Regions from separate parts of the Mus musculus genome. Here all the other regions are linked to region 2. Evidence: chromatin contacts called from public HiChIP or PLAC-seq and promoter capture Hi-C data. All regions are on one chromosome and are shown on one strand. Each heading gives the region's core, a stretch centred on a gene start, on an enhancer-like site or on the middle of the called end of the contact. The rest is flanking DNA. Distances are from core to core; before and after follow the strand shown. Region 1 holds the start of Mtf2 (metal response element binding transcription factor 2). Region 2 holds the start of Atp5k (ATP synthase, H+ transporting, mitochondrial F1F0 complex, subunit E). Region 3 holds the start of Fgfrl1 (fibroblast growth factor receptor-like 1). Region 4 overlaps Dipk1a (divergent protein kinase domain 1A).

Region 1 (2,836 bases), core at 300-2,799, 370 kb before region 2:
AGAGAGAGAGACAGAGACAAGAGAGTGTGTGTGTGTGTGTGTGTGTGTGTGAGAGAGAGAGAGACAGAGACAGAGAGACAGAGACAGAGAGAGAGAGTGTGTGTGTGTGTGTGAGAGAGAGAGAGAGACAGAGACAGAGAGAGTGTGTGTGTGTGAGAGAGACAGAGAGAGTGTGTGTGTGTGAGAGACAGAGAGAGACAGTGTGTGTGTGAGAGAGTCAGATACAGAGACACATGAGAGAGAGAGAGAGACAGAGAGAGAGAGAAAGAGGGAGAGACACAGATTGATATAATGTACTGAATAAAATATACTGTATAATACAAAGCTAGCCATGGTGGCTCAGGCCTTTTAATCCCAGTACTGAGGAGGCAGAGACAGGAAGATCTCTGTGAGCTTGAGGCAAGCCTGGTCTACACAATGAGTTCCAGGACAACCAGAGCTATATAATAGATAGACTCTGTCTTCAAAAAAGAAAAAAAAATGTAGTATAATATGAATATGCCTATTTGCCAGATTTTTCAGAACCTAGGTAAAGGGAACTCTTTTTTGTTTTGTTTTGTTTTGTTTTTCGAGACAGGGTTTCTCTGTATAGCCCTGGCTGTCCTGGAACTCACTCTGTAGACCAGGCTGGCCTTGAATTCAGAAATCTGCCTGCCTCTGCCTCTCAAGTGCTAGGATCAAAGGCGTGCGCCACCACCGCCCAGCTTAAAGGGAACTCTTGAAATATGAGTGAAAGGAATTTAGATCATAAGAGGTATTTCTTCAGAGAGAAAATTCAGTACTGCCTCTGTGACATAATCTGTGATAAAAAGTATATGACTCTGAAAATATTTTCACAAAATAGAAACGTATTACAGGTGTTTCTATAAGTGCTGGGTTGCATTCAAATATAAGTCAAAGATATAAGCATGCATTCCATTTATCAGCTGGGCCTCATATAAAAGCCTGCAATAGTATGAAAGTTGTGTGTTCCTTCAATCAACTGCTTTGCAGGAGGGTATGCTCAAATTTCACTACAATTAGGAAAGGTCACAAAGCAGGTAAACAGGGAAAAAAAAATCTCGTTCATCGTCAGAGGAAAAAAAAGTGAAAATCTCCCATTACAGATTCCAGATAAGTTTGGATTTGGATAGTATTCATTGAACGAAATTTGCCATCCAGGGTCTCCTCCCCACTTAAGGGGATTATAACAGCAGGCCTCTAGGTGAAGGTAAAAGAAAAGTATTTTTTCCAGTTAATAATTTCCTTTCTTCAGAAAGGAAATCACCCCATCAAGATGTACTGAGCAATATCCTATTTCTGAGGGCATTAAAAAAGACCGCACGAAAGACTGGACACGATCTCTCTTTTTAAAAGACCTAGTAAGGCAAGCATCAGCGTCGGGAAGCGCTGCGCTCACTATTGTGTCTGCACCGGCAGCAAGAGGACTTAATTCCACCGCGACGTTAAAGAGTCCCTCTTTGTTCAGCGCTGGTCCGGGACGCAGGGCGCGGTGTTCCTCCGCGCTCGCCGCGCAGGCCCCGCCCCTCTGCGGCTCTGGAGAGCTGCCATTCGGCCCCGGAGTAGCTCCGCGCTCCCAGAATGCACCGCTAGTCCGCGGGAAACCAAAATGGCGAAGGGCTGTTGCGAAGTGGTCTGTGTTTGAGGCCGGTGTGAGCACGCACATTCTCCTTCCTAACCCTCGTCCCCAAGGAACTCGGTGTGTGTGTGCGTGTGCGCAGGGCTCCCGCTGGGGCGGGTGCCCAGGGAGTGCCCGGACTCGCGGGGGAGCGCCCACGGGAACGAGATTGCTTCTATTTTCCTGTATGAAGCGGTTGGCACCACTTAAGTGACCGAATGAGGTGAGAGACCTTGGCCTGGGAACCGACTCTTTGGGAGGAGGTTGGGATGAGGAGAGACGAAAGAAAGGAAGCAAAAGAAAGGGGAAAGATGGAGGCTCCGCTTTGGGCAAGGGAGTCCTGTGTGGGGGTGTTTTTGCATTGATGCATATGTTGAAAGAATGGATCGGGAGGGGTAGTCAGTGAGATGTTGGTAAAAATAGGGACTGGGGGAAGGAGCGGGGCGCCCCGCTCGGGAGTCAGTTGGTGGAATTAGATAAAACGTTGAGACAGGGAAGCTGTGTTTGGAGGGCAGGAAGGAACCTGGGGGCGGGAGACGGTTGGAGGGGCAGGATGAACCTGGTGATGAGGGGGTGGGGAACCGAGGGGAGGAGCCGTCAGAATGCGGGGAGCCTAGTAGAGGGGCTGACTGGCACTTTAAGGGGTGCTAAGGAAAGTAGCAGTTTGGAACCAGAGGGTGCTGGAATTGTGTGGAATTGTGGTAGGGGAATCTAGTGGTGGGCTAGATAGCTAGCGTACGAGGATGAGGAAAATACCCTGGAAAGCAAGCCCTGGAAGCTTAAAGAGAAGAAGTGATAGGTGAATTGATACGGGGAAGAGATAGCTTTTATTTGGAGGCATTTCTTCCGTTCAATTAAAATTTCTTGCCCTGATAATTTGTATTCATCATTACAACTTAGTTACTTACGGCACTAAGGGGTTTAACCAAAATTTTCCAGGATTTCTTAACACATTTCCATAGTGCCAGAACTCTTAACTGTGATTTACAATCTGCAGTCCTTGGTGGTTAATTTTTTCTTTGGCAGAGATGGATTTATTGAGTGGTACGAGAGATTGTGAACAATAGGAAAAGGGGTATGGAATGCTGTTTTATTCTTTAAAACCTTTAACTTTGGTTGAAGATATTACCATGCAACAGTAGTTAGAATTTGAAAACCCAGACAAGCCTGTAATTGACATAGAAAAGTACCTCATGAGATCAAAGTAGAGCTAGAAAT
Region 2 (3,106 bases), core at 380-2,879:
TAGTTTGTGTCAAGTTGACAAGAACTAACTAGCACCCCAGCTGGACACAAGGGCCTAGTCGTCCAGGCCTCCTTGAATAGTTCAGCTTTAGGTCACTTTCTAAGAACTAGAGAAGAATTATCAGTTGGGGGCACAAGACCCACGTTATTGTGAAGGCATCAACACCCATCCTCCTGTACTGGGCCCGAGCTGCTGACATAAGCAGAAGAGTGCAGATCAGAGCAGAGCAAGCTGCTTCCAGGAGGCTAGGCCACTCCAGGGATTACCCCGGCATCCCTGGAGCCCTAATTTGGCCTTACCACTGCACCTTCACATGCCCCAGCACTTCTCGCTTTGTCTGTGTGTCTGGTAATGATCATTAATTCCTTTGAAACTCCACCCACTGCACCCCACCCCCGACCCTCCCTACCCAAGGAAAAGCCAGGATGCAACCACAGAGCCGGTACCTAGAAGCAAACAGTAAAGAGAGAGGAAGCCACAGCATCACACAATGAAGCTTTATTCGTTCTCAACGACTAGAGAAAAGCAAGCTCGCTGACGCCTCACTTGAGAATGCTGTCATCTTGAGCTGAAAAGTGAGAAGAGACCATGTCAAACATTATACAGACTTGGGCCACCTTACGGGGACTTGGGCTTTAAACAATCAAGAATCTAATTCCAAGAGAACCCTAACTTCATTACTAAAACCATCCTTTGCATCCCCAACTGCCTTCTCCATCTGACTGGAATCCACAGGAAGTCAACACAGAGGGGTCAGAGAGCCTGCTCAGCAGTAACCTCTCGAAAGGCAATTTGCAGATGCTACCCAAGAGAAGGGGCAGTATGCCTCTCACACTCCACTGGGCTCCACGGAGGACAGCACTGGACAAAACAGTCATGGGATGAGAGGCAGCCCCTGGTCCACTAAGCAGCAGCTACTTCCAGAAAACTCGGGGGTGTTGGGAGAGGCTAAAAGCCATACCTTCCGCCAGTTCTCTCTCAATCCGTTTCAACTCATCTAGTCTCTTCTTTTCCTCCGCTGCTATTCTCCTCTCCTCCTCTGCCCGGGGTTTTAGGTAACCTGGGGGGGAGTGGAAGCAATTAACTTCTCTGAAAATGCTGCTTCGTGAAAAAGCCGACTCCAAAATCTCCAGATAGCTGTTCCCACCTGCCCCCCTCTAGGGCCTGGCATCATCTCCCTCCCAAGGAACTGCAGGCTCGAGCAGTGTCACACAGCCTTTCACCCGGAATCCCGTTCTCCCGGTCCCCAAACTCACTGTAGCGCTTGGCGCCGTATGCCATGCCGATGATCAGAGCGGAGTACCGGCCGAACTGCAGAAGAAAACATTATAGTAGAAGGCACACCGAGGGAACAAGGGGATCGCAGGGGTCGGACATCGAGGAGTACTGGGAGAGGGAGTACGGGGCGGGTGTGTGTGCAAGGGTTGCAGGGCCGGGATTGCTCGAGACCACAGCCAGCAGTCCCAAGGGTGGGCAATGCTAAGTCACGGGAGGGGAGGGGAAAGGGGGCATAGAGGAGCTTTGAGCACCGCGCAACAACGGGGATGAGGATTCACCTTGATGAGTGGAGAGACCTGAACCGGGGGCACCATTTTGTCCGTGACCTTCGCGCCGGAAGCTCAACTGAGGCGGAAGACAGAGAATGAAAGCCGCCTCCTGAAGCCAGAAAGGCGCATGCGCCGCAGTGAAAGCGCTGCCCCCTAGCGACTGGAGGATAGCCGAGCGTTCCCACGGGGCTGGTTACTACTCTCCAGGTAGGAAGTCTAGGCTGTTAGTGTAAGCTGGCTTCAAAAGGGTGGTGACACAGAGCCTCGTTACTTCAGCACCGGCGTGTAATGACTGACCAGCCCTGGAATCTGTCGCCCACCTGTTGTGGACTGGAGCACGCAAACAATCCCTTTATCTCTTGGAACAGACGAGCACACCTGGCCGACTCCAGCGGCCCATTGGGTGCGGTGGGTTTGGGCATGAGATTACAGAACTTGTATTGGCCCTTCCTGAGAGGTCAGCAACCTTCCAGGGCTTTCCTGCAATTTCCGGCATTGGACACATATGTCCTCCGACCAGTGTTTTCTCGCCCAGAGCTCCTAATTTCCATTGGGCTTTACAGGTAATGTTCATCCAAATGAGGCTAACCCCTGCATCTCCCTGCCCACACTCTCAGGACTACAGATCCTGAGTCCTATTGACCTCCTTTTCAGGCCTCATAGAGACTGACCATGGAGCACCCAGATTGCCAAACTTACCTTTCTGCAGTCCATGTCCCCAGAGTGGGTACCTCTCTAGCAGCCATGTCGGTCTAGACCAACCCTTTGTGATCCCTTTGGCAAACACTTATCTCCAAAAGTATTTACATTATGACCCATAACAGTAGCAAGATTACAGTTATAAAGTAGCAATGAAAATAATGTTATGTATGGGGAGGGTCACATAAGGAGCTGTATTAAAGGGTCACAGCATTAGGAAAGTTGAGCATCATTGGCCTGGGATGGGGCAAGATGGAGACAAGGTGATTATCAGCTGTGTCTATTGGCAAGCATCTTTGTGTACATCTGTCATAGTATAGATTGTAGCCACCCACTGAATGGCTGGCTTTACCCCAATGCCCCATAGTGACTTGAAATCTTCCTAAGGCTGTTGATTGAACCAGCCTCCTCAGTTTTGCATTGCACCAGGGCTTGGAAAGGTACACAGTCTGTAGGGATGGGGTATCTTTTCCTGACTCTTTATAGTCCATACTTATAAAGAGAACATAATTATGAATATAAAGTGGATAAAATGCAGCAATGAAAACTGCAGGACTCATAATAGGTACCCAGCTCTCCGGGGCCATCAGAAGAGGAACCATTGCCCTAGGCTCTGGAACTTTGCCTACATTTGATCTGGAGTCAAAGCCCTAGTTCTTCTCTGTTAGAATCCTAGAAATGTTCCTAAACTGAGACGAGAATTACCCAGGCCATGTGCCACAGGTGCTCCACATACTCTTACCTTGCCTTTGAGACGTTCCTCACTCCCATCCCTACCTGAGCCACAGTGAGATTCCTGCCCTCCTGCCAACTCACTGCTCCCCAAGGAAGCTGCAAAGGCATGCTAACCTACAAGGCAC
Region 3 (3,019 bases), core at 336-2,835, 260 kb after region 2:
GGGGGGGGCGGCGGTCTCTTCAGCAGGGAACATATAAGGTGAAGGAGGCTGGAGGTGGTGACCAGGGGTTTAGGGCCTAGTGGCCAGGCAGAAGGGAAGCATAGAGTAGTGTTTCTCCCTTCCTGGCACACCTGTACTGACACACCTGTCTTTGAACAAGCCTCACTCACCTGTGGTCTCTGCACCTTCCCGTCTAACTTCAATCCATTGCCTACCTTTTTCTGCCCATTGGGCTCATTTGCTTTTAACCTCCCCACACTACAGAGCCACCTCCACACACAACTGCTCTTGGTTGGCAGCAACACAATGTTGTTGCACTACATGCTTCGGTGGCATCTCCTCACAAAACTTTCTGTGGAGCCAGGACCTACTCAGACTAGTCAGGACCCACTCTGTCTGTTTTAAATGCTTTCTGTGACCCCAGTACTAGCCCAAATTCTCTGGTAGCCCAGAGAAAGTTCCATGGGCTGCTTCTGAGACACAGCGTTGCAGTTGAGATGGGTACTTGGACCTTCATGCAGAGGAGACAAGGTTCACCTCCATTTGCCCACACTAGCCCAGAAACAGAATTTGGGGCTAGGAACACTAGGCTATTCCTCGGTTTCATTTTTCTCTGACAGGCTTCCGGAAAGAGGGGGTGCTTCTTAGCTTAGAGAAGAAAAGTTGTTTGGATCAGGGTCCTTGAAAGCGGAGCTTAGGAGTGGTCTCTTGGGAGGCACTACCGGGGCGTCAAAAATTATGGGATTTATGTTGAGAAAACTGGCAAGACTCATGTTTTGATGAATTTTGGCTCTGGTGAGTGAGGGTAGGCAGGAAGCTGTCTGGAGAGATCGCGGGGGATGGATCAGGATGCTGCTGAAGGGAGCTAGTGAGGTTTGGGAAACTCACCAGTCTTTCTGTTTGATGGGTGCAGGGGTACAGCAAGACACTTGCTAAGTAGCAAAGACAAAAGGGTGTGTTGATTACTATCACAAAGCAGGTGAGGTGCAGAGAAGTATCCAGGTGGGCTGTAGGACCCTCTCAGCCTTCCTAAGGTCCTAGGTACAACTAGATGCTCAAGTCAGGGCTTCGTTGGACTCCAGCACTGGAGATCTGCGCCATCTCCCCCCCCCCCCCCGCACCTTACCCCCCCACCCCCACCCCCCCACCCCCCGCCCTCAAACCAGAGCAGCACAGCGGCCTCTCTACTCACAAAAGCTCGAAGGTTCCGTTCAGCTCCCTTCCTCCTGTTTAAAGCCGGGAGTAGAGACAGTGCAGTAACGGCCAGCTCTGGGGGCCAGGGGCCTAGCTGGTGCAGATACCGAGTGGGCTCCGCGGCCATCAGCTGGTCTTCAGGCTAGCGGGACCGCGCGTTCCCAGAGCCCAGGGGCGGGGGCGCGGCGAGGCAGGGCCGACTGGGCGCGCTCCGGGGAGCCGCCAGCCTGAAGGGCAGAAGCACTGCGAGGGTTAAGCAGCGAGCCTGGCGGGCACGTGTGCGGATTGGAGCAAAGTTTCGGGGAGGGGCGGGGAACGGGGCGGACTGGGGCTCGCAGATTGGCCGGAAGTTGTGCGGGGCGGAGCTCAGGGCTGCTCCGCGCTCGCTCCGGGAGAGTTGACAAAGCCCCGCAGGGAAGGACGCCTCGCGGCGCGGCGCCCCGGGCCCCTCGCCCCGCCGCCCCTCTTCCCCGCCCTCGCCAAGCCTCGCCGTTTATCCGCGCGGACAGCGCGCCCCGCGCCCCAGCCCGGCCCCAGCCGCCAGCGCCCAGGTAGCGCCGCCCCGCCCAGGCCGGGCCCGGGGGCGCGGGGGGCGGGATGCGGCGCCCGGGGCAGCGATGACCGCGTCGCGCTGCTCAGGGGCCCGGCTCTGACCCCGTTGCCTGCTGCGCGCCCCCGCGCTGATCCCTGTCGAGGTGAGCCGGGCTGTACGTCCGCGACCCCCGGAGGGAGGGCTGGAATGGGTTAGAGTGCGGGGCGCGAAGGGCAGGGCCGCGATCACTGTGCGGGGCGGGAGCCGGGCTCGCGCCGTAGCTGCTCCTGTGGGGCCCGCGGCCCTGCCCCGCGCCCCGCCCCCCCTTGAGCCCCACGTGGGCCCCCCAGCGCAAATTTGTCCGCTAATGGCGCAGGCGATTATCTGCGGGGCCGCTCGGTGTTGTGTGTCCCGCGGGCAGGGCCCGAGTTACAAGCGCCAGGAATCCAGACGGTGTTTGGAAAGGGGGCGGCGGGGGCGGCTGGTAATTAGTGTAAACCCTTTGTCTGCCTTTGATACGCTCAGCGTCTACGCGCCTCGCTTCCTTTGCCTGGAGCTCGGCGCCGAGGGGGGCCGGACCCTGGCTCTGCGGCCGCGACCTGGGTCTTGCGGGCCTGAGCCCTGAGTGGCGTCCAGTCCAGCTCCCAGTGACCGCGCCCCTGCTTCAGGTCCGACCGGCGAGATGACGCGGAGCCCCGCGCTGCTGCTGCTGCTATTGGGGGCCCTCCCGTCGGCTGAGGCGGCGCGAGGTGAGTCCTGGCGCCCAGTCTGGCGCTTTGGCCTCTGCAGCGCCGCCCCTTTCCCACCAGCCCTGAACTCTGCCACACAGTGCCCGCCTGGCACACTCCTCCCCTCCCTGTCTGCTCCATCGCAGCAGATCCTCCCCCCAACCCCCATCCTTAACCTGAAGTACTGTCGGTTTTACATGCCTCTACCTCACTCTTGGGGTTACCTAGTCACAATCAGATACCCCCAGCTCACCCTCTTTGGCTGACACCTCATGTAAAGGGCCCCAGAATCATTTGACTGTTGGCCTTGCCTAGGTCCTTTCCAGGACAGCCTCATAATCTTGCATAAACACACTTTCAGGTGCATATCTAGATGGAGAGCAGGTGGTTGTCACCCCTCCCCCAGATTCTTGGGGAGTGGACTCTTTGTGGGAGCAGAAAACCTAATTGGGTCCCTGGGAACTTGCAGAGACTCACACAGTGCCTAGCTGAATATAGAGAACATTGGTGATATCTTGGTGATTGGAGCTCGCTCTGATCCAGCCCTCAGCTGACCCAGCTCTGG
Region 4 (2,847 bases), core at 264-2,763, 490 kb before region 2:
AAGCATGCAAACAGATGGCCCTCTATAATTTTGGAATTTCTCCAACAGGTGTTAATCTAAAATTACCTTCTCAGTTCTCAAATTGTAAAGAAAGCTAAAAACAAAACCTAGAGAAAGTTCTTAAAGAAAAATAACAGCTGTTTTGATAACAGCAATGTTTACTTAGGAATAAAATTATAAAGAAAATGCAGGGAGATATTCTAAGAGTTGTGGCCACTTCTACACTGATAATTTCTTGTCAAAACAAACTCAAGCCCAGGCAGTAACAGGCTTTGCTCTGCCCTAACAGGAATGCTGAAAAGCAGCTAGCCAAAATCCTTCATTAAAATACAGTGACAGAATTACCTACAATGCTTAACTAAGGTAATGAATAACACTAAATGAAATCTGAAATGCTACAAATTTCTTAAATATGCAGCATATGTTTCATAGGCAAAAGACATGAATGGATTTTAAATTTTACCAAGGGTCTGTGTTGAGGAGTGTTCACCACAGCATAGCTGCAGCCATTTTGTTCCATGCCTGCCAGCTATTTCATATTGTTGCTGTAACATGCCTGCCAGTCACTGGCACAAAAAAATTGACTCAGAGCATTGTCATGCTGACCACATACCCTGTTTGGTTCTGTATGTTCTATACAAGGTTTGTTAATCTTTAAAAAAAAAAAAAATCCAGGGCTGGAGAGATGGCTCAGCCGTTAAGAGCACTTACTGCTCTTCCAGAGGTTCTGAGTTCAAATCCCAGCAACCACATGGTGGCTCACAACCATCTTTAATGAGATCTGATGCCCTCTTCTGGTGTGCCTGAAGATAGCTGAGGTGTACTCATATATAATAAACAAATAAATCTTTAAAAACAAAACATTTTTAAAAAAATCCACAAAGCTTTACATAGGACCTATCAACTTAAAGGTTAATATAAACTGTTATTTCTAAAATGGCTTGCGTCAGAGCTGACCACTGAACAGCACTTCCTGCACCTGTGTATGAGTGCATTGTGGTTTTTATCCTTTATAAACTGATAGAGGAAGATATTCATGGGTGTAGCTCCAGCTCCTCAAGTCCAAACTATGCCCCTGATCTGATCAGTATTAGGGTGTGCATTCAATAAACCACCCCTGCCTGACTGAGATCGGAGTTTGTGTGGCCTTTGTAAGGGACTCATGGACTCCAACAGTCTAGAAAGATCTTGCAGTGGAACCTGTGTTCAAACAGCCAATACCCACATAAAAGCTGGACATGGTGTGTGTCCATGTAACCCGAGAGCTGAGTGCTGGAGACAGGGATCCCAGGAGTGGACCAGTTAGCCCAGCCTGATCAGCGAGCTTCACTTACTCACCGTTAATCTCAAACAAGGCAGGTAAAGTTAGATTATAGAAGGAAGCAGCCACGTTGGAAAGAAGACATCTAATTGACTGGCAAAGTGACAAATCAGAGAAAGATATGACAAACTAGAATATGCCCAGCTCTCACTAGAAGAGAGATGAAAGGGAAAAGCTTAAGAGAGAGTACATAGAGAGAGCGGTGGGGAGGGGAGGAGAAGGGAAGAGAGAGGAGGAGAGGTGAGGAGCGGGAGAGAGGAGAGAAGAAAGAAAAGAGAAAAAGGGCCATTTTACTGGGACAGTTGTGCAGAGACAGGCTGCAGAGAGAAGACAGACACAGGTAAAGACAGAACAGGCCAGAGATGAGAAAGAGCCAGGAGATTAGAGCAGATTGCCAAACTTAGCACGAGGTCAAGCAGTGCAATTCAAGAAAACTCTGCAAAGCCAGACTGAACCAGTTAGTGTGAAGAGGAGTTTGAGCCAGATCAGCTGAGATGAAGCAGCCAGTCACAGTTCAGAAAGAACTAGGAAGGGTGAGTGTATTCAGCACTAAGCCTTAGAGGCCGAGCAGTCTAGGCCTAGATTAGATTGTATGGAGGCTAGACACTTCCAGGTCTGGGCCTAGGTTAGCAGACAGAGGCAGTAAGCCTTCACGATTATCAGGCAAATAAAAGATACTGCAACAAGTGTACACTACCAAACCTAGTTCGTGAAATGCTGGGGATTGAATTTAGGGCCCCATTTTTGTTAGTACTTTATCAACAGCTACATGTCCAGCTTCAGATCTGTGTATTTGTTCTTTATTTAATCTCCTGGAAGCACTGGACTGAATGAGCCATCCCACTAACCTCCCCATGTTTTTATAAAAATATTTATTTATTTATTTATTTATTTATTTATTTATTTATTTATTTATTTATTTATATGAGTACACTATAGCTGACTTCAGACAGCACCAGATGAGGGCATTGGATCCCATTACAGATGGTTGTGAGCCACCATGTGGTTGCTGGGAATTGAACTCAGGACCTCTGGAAGAGCAGTCAGTGCTCATAACTGCTGAGCCATCTCTCCACCCCCCTCCCTGTATTTTTTAAGCCTTAAAATACTACTTTGTGTTTTAGTCTAGGGTGTTATTAATTTAAAAATTATATCAAACATTTCTTAAAAACAGCTGAGTGGTTGCTTTATGGGGGTAAGTGACTGACAGGATTATATGAGAAAATTTTAAGAAAATGGAAATGTCAGTATAATTCATGTGTTGGTTAGCCTATGAATACATTTGTCTAAACTGGTCCGACTACACAACTGAAAACTAAACCGGTCTTTATTTTGTCAATTATACCTCAGTAAGACACATTAGAAATATACCAAATATTAAAATACTTTTAGATTTAAACACATCTAAATGTCAAATTCTAAAAAATGTCTATAAAATGTCTTTCTTAACTCTGTTAGCCGGACTGGACAACAGACAACCAACCCCAGGAAAGTACTAGTCTTGGGAGGAGTGGGTGTGTGTGTGT

What was found. Promoter capture Hi-C pulls out the DNA fragments that hold promoters and counts their contacts. HiChIP or PLAC-seq counts read pairs in DNA pulled down with a chosen protein or histone mark. Capture Hi-C pulls out chosen DNA fragments and counts their contacts.
Region 1: a contact with region 2 is called in a promoter capture Hi-C map of adipose tissue. The contact joins the promoter of Mtf2 here to the promoter of Atp5k in region 2. A contact is called at or near these places in 6 of 39 promoter capture datasets (3T3-L1-derived adipocytes, the HPC-7 cell line, cranial neural crest and 3 more), 1 of 484 Hi-C or Micro-C datasets (Sertoli cells), 2 of 115 datasets of contacts at active chromatin or transcription factors (the SCID.adh cell line and bone marrow-derived dendritic cells) and 4 of 9 other capture datasets (adipose tissue, liver, macrophages and 1 more).
Region 3: a contact with region 2 is called in an H3K4me3 HiChIP or PLAC-seq map of embryonic stem cells, with 8 times the contacts expected there. The contact joins the promoter of Fgfrl1 here to the promoter of Atp5k in region 2. A contact is called at or near these places in 11 of 39 promoter capture datasets (the C10 cell line, the HPC-7 cell line, cranial neural crest and 7 more), 3 of 484 Hi-C or Micro-C datasets (CD4 T cells, double positive thymocytes and embryonic stem cells), 11 of 115 datasets of contacts at active chromatin or transcription factors (the SCID.adh cell line, double positive thymocytes, embryonic limb bud and 6 more) and 3 of 9 other capture datasets (adipose tissue, liver and pancreatic islet).
Region 4: a promoter capture Hi-C map of embryonic stem cells shows a contact between it and region 2, with 2.6 times the contacts expected there. The contact joins the enhancer-like site here to the promoter of Atp5k in region 2. A contact is called at or near these places in 2 of 39 promoter capture datasets (cranial neural crest and embryonic stem cells).

The regions. Positions count from the first base shown.
Region 1 is chr5:108,064,125-108,066,960 of GRCm38.p6, forward strand. It overlaps Mtf2 (metal response element binding transcription factor 2), which reads left to right and starts at 1,550. Exons shown (of 15, transcript NM_013827.3): 1 at 1,550-1,841. The coding sequence starts at 1,837.
Region 2 is chr5:108,432,770-108,435,875 of GRCm38.p6, forward strand. It overlaps Atp5k (ATP synthase, H+ transporting, mitochondrial F1F0 complex, subunit E), which reads right to left and starts at 1,630. Exons shown (of 4, transcript NM_007507.3): 1 at 1,557-1,630; 2 at 1,257-1,311; 3 at 962-1,060; 4 at 477-568. The coding sequence starts at 1,592. The coding sequence ends at 543. It overlaps Gm34319 (a long non-coding RNA gene), which reads left to right and starts at 1,632. Exons shown (of 3, transcript XR_003955776.1): 1 at 1,632-1,754.
Region 3 is chr5:108,692,644-108,695,662 of GRCm38.p6, forward strand. Fgfrl1 (fibroblast growth factor receptor-like 1) reads left to right here and starts at 1,586. Exons shown (of 7, transcript NM_054071.2): 1 at 1,586-1,889; 2 at 2,252-2,475. The coding sequence starts at 2,409. It overlaps Gm42151 (predicted gene, 42151), which reads right to left and starts at 1,423. Exons shown (of 2, transcript NR_168910.1): 1 at 1,193-1,423.
Region 4 is chr5:107,938,103-107,940,949 of GRCm38.p6, forward strand. All of the region lies in intron 1 of Dipk1a (divergent protein kinase domain 1A), which reads right to left. Among named protein-coding and RNA genes, the nearest start is that of Gm26387, 32 kb to the left of the region's middle. Within about 2 kb of position 1,514, at least 34 of the 459 cell types and tissues checked have an H3K27ac peak or open chromatin away from gene starts, as enhancers often do. A contact at or near this core is called in embryonic stem cells, where this site is marked.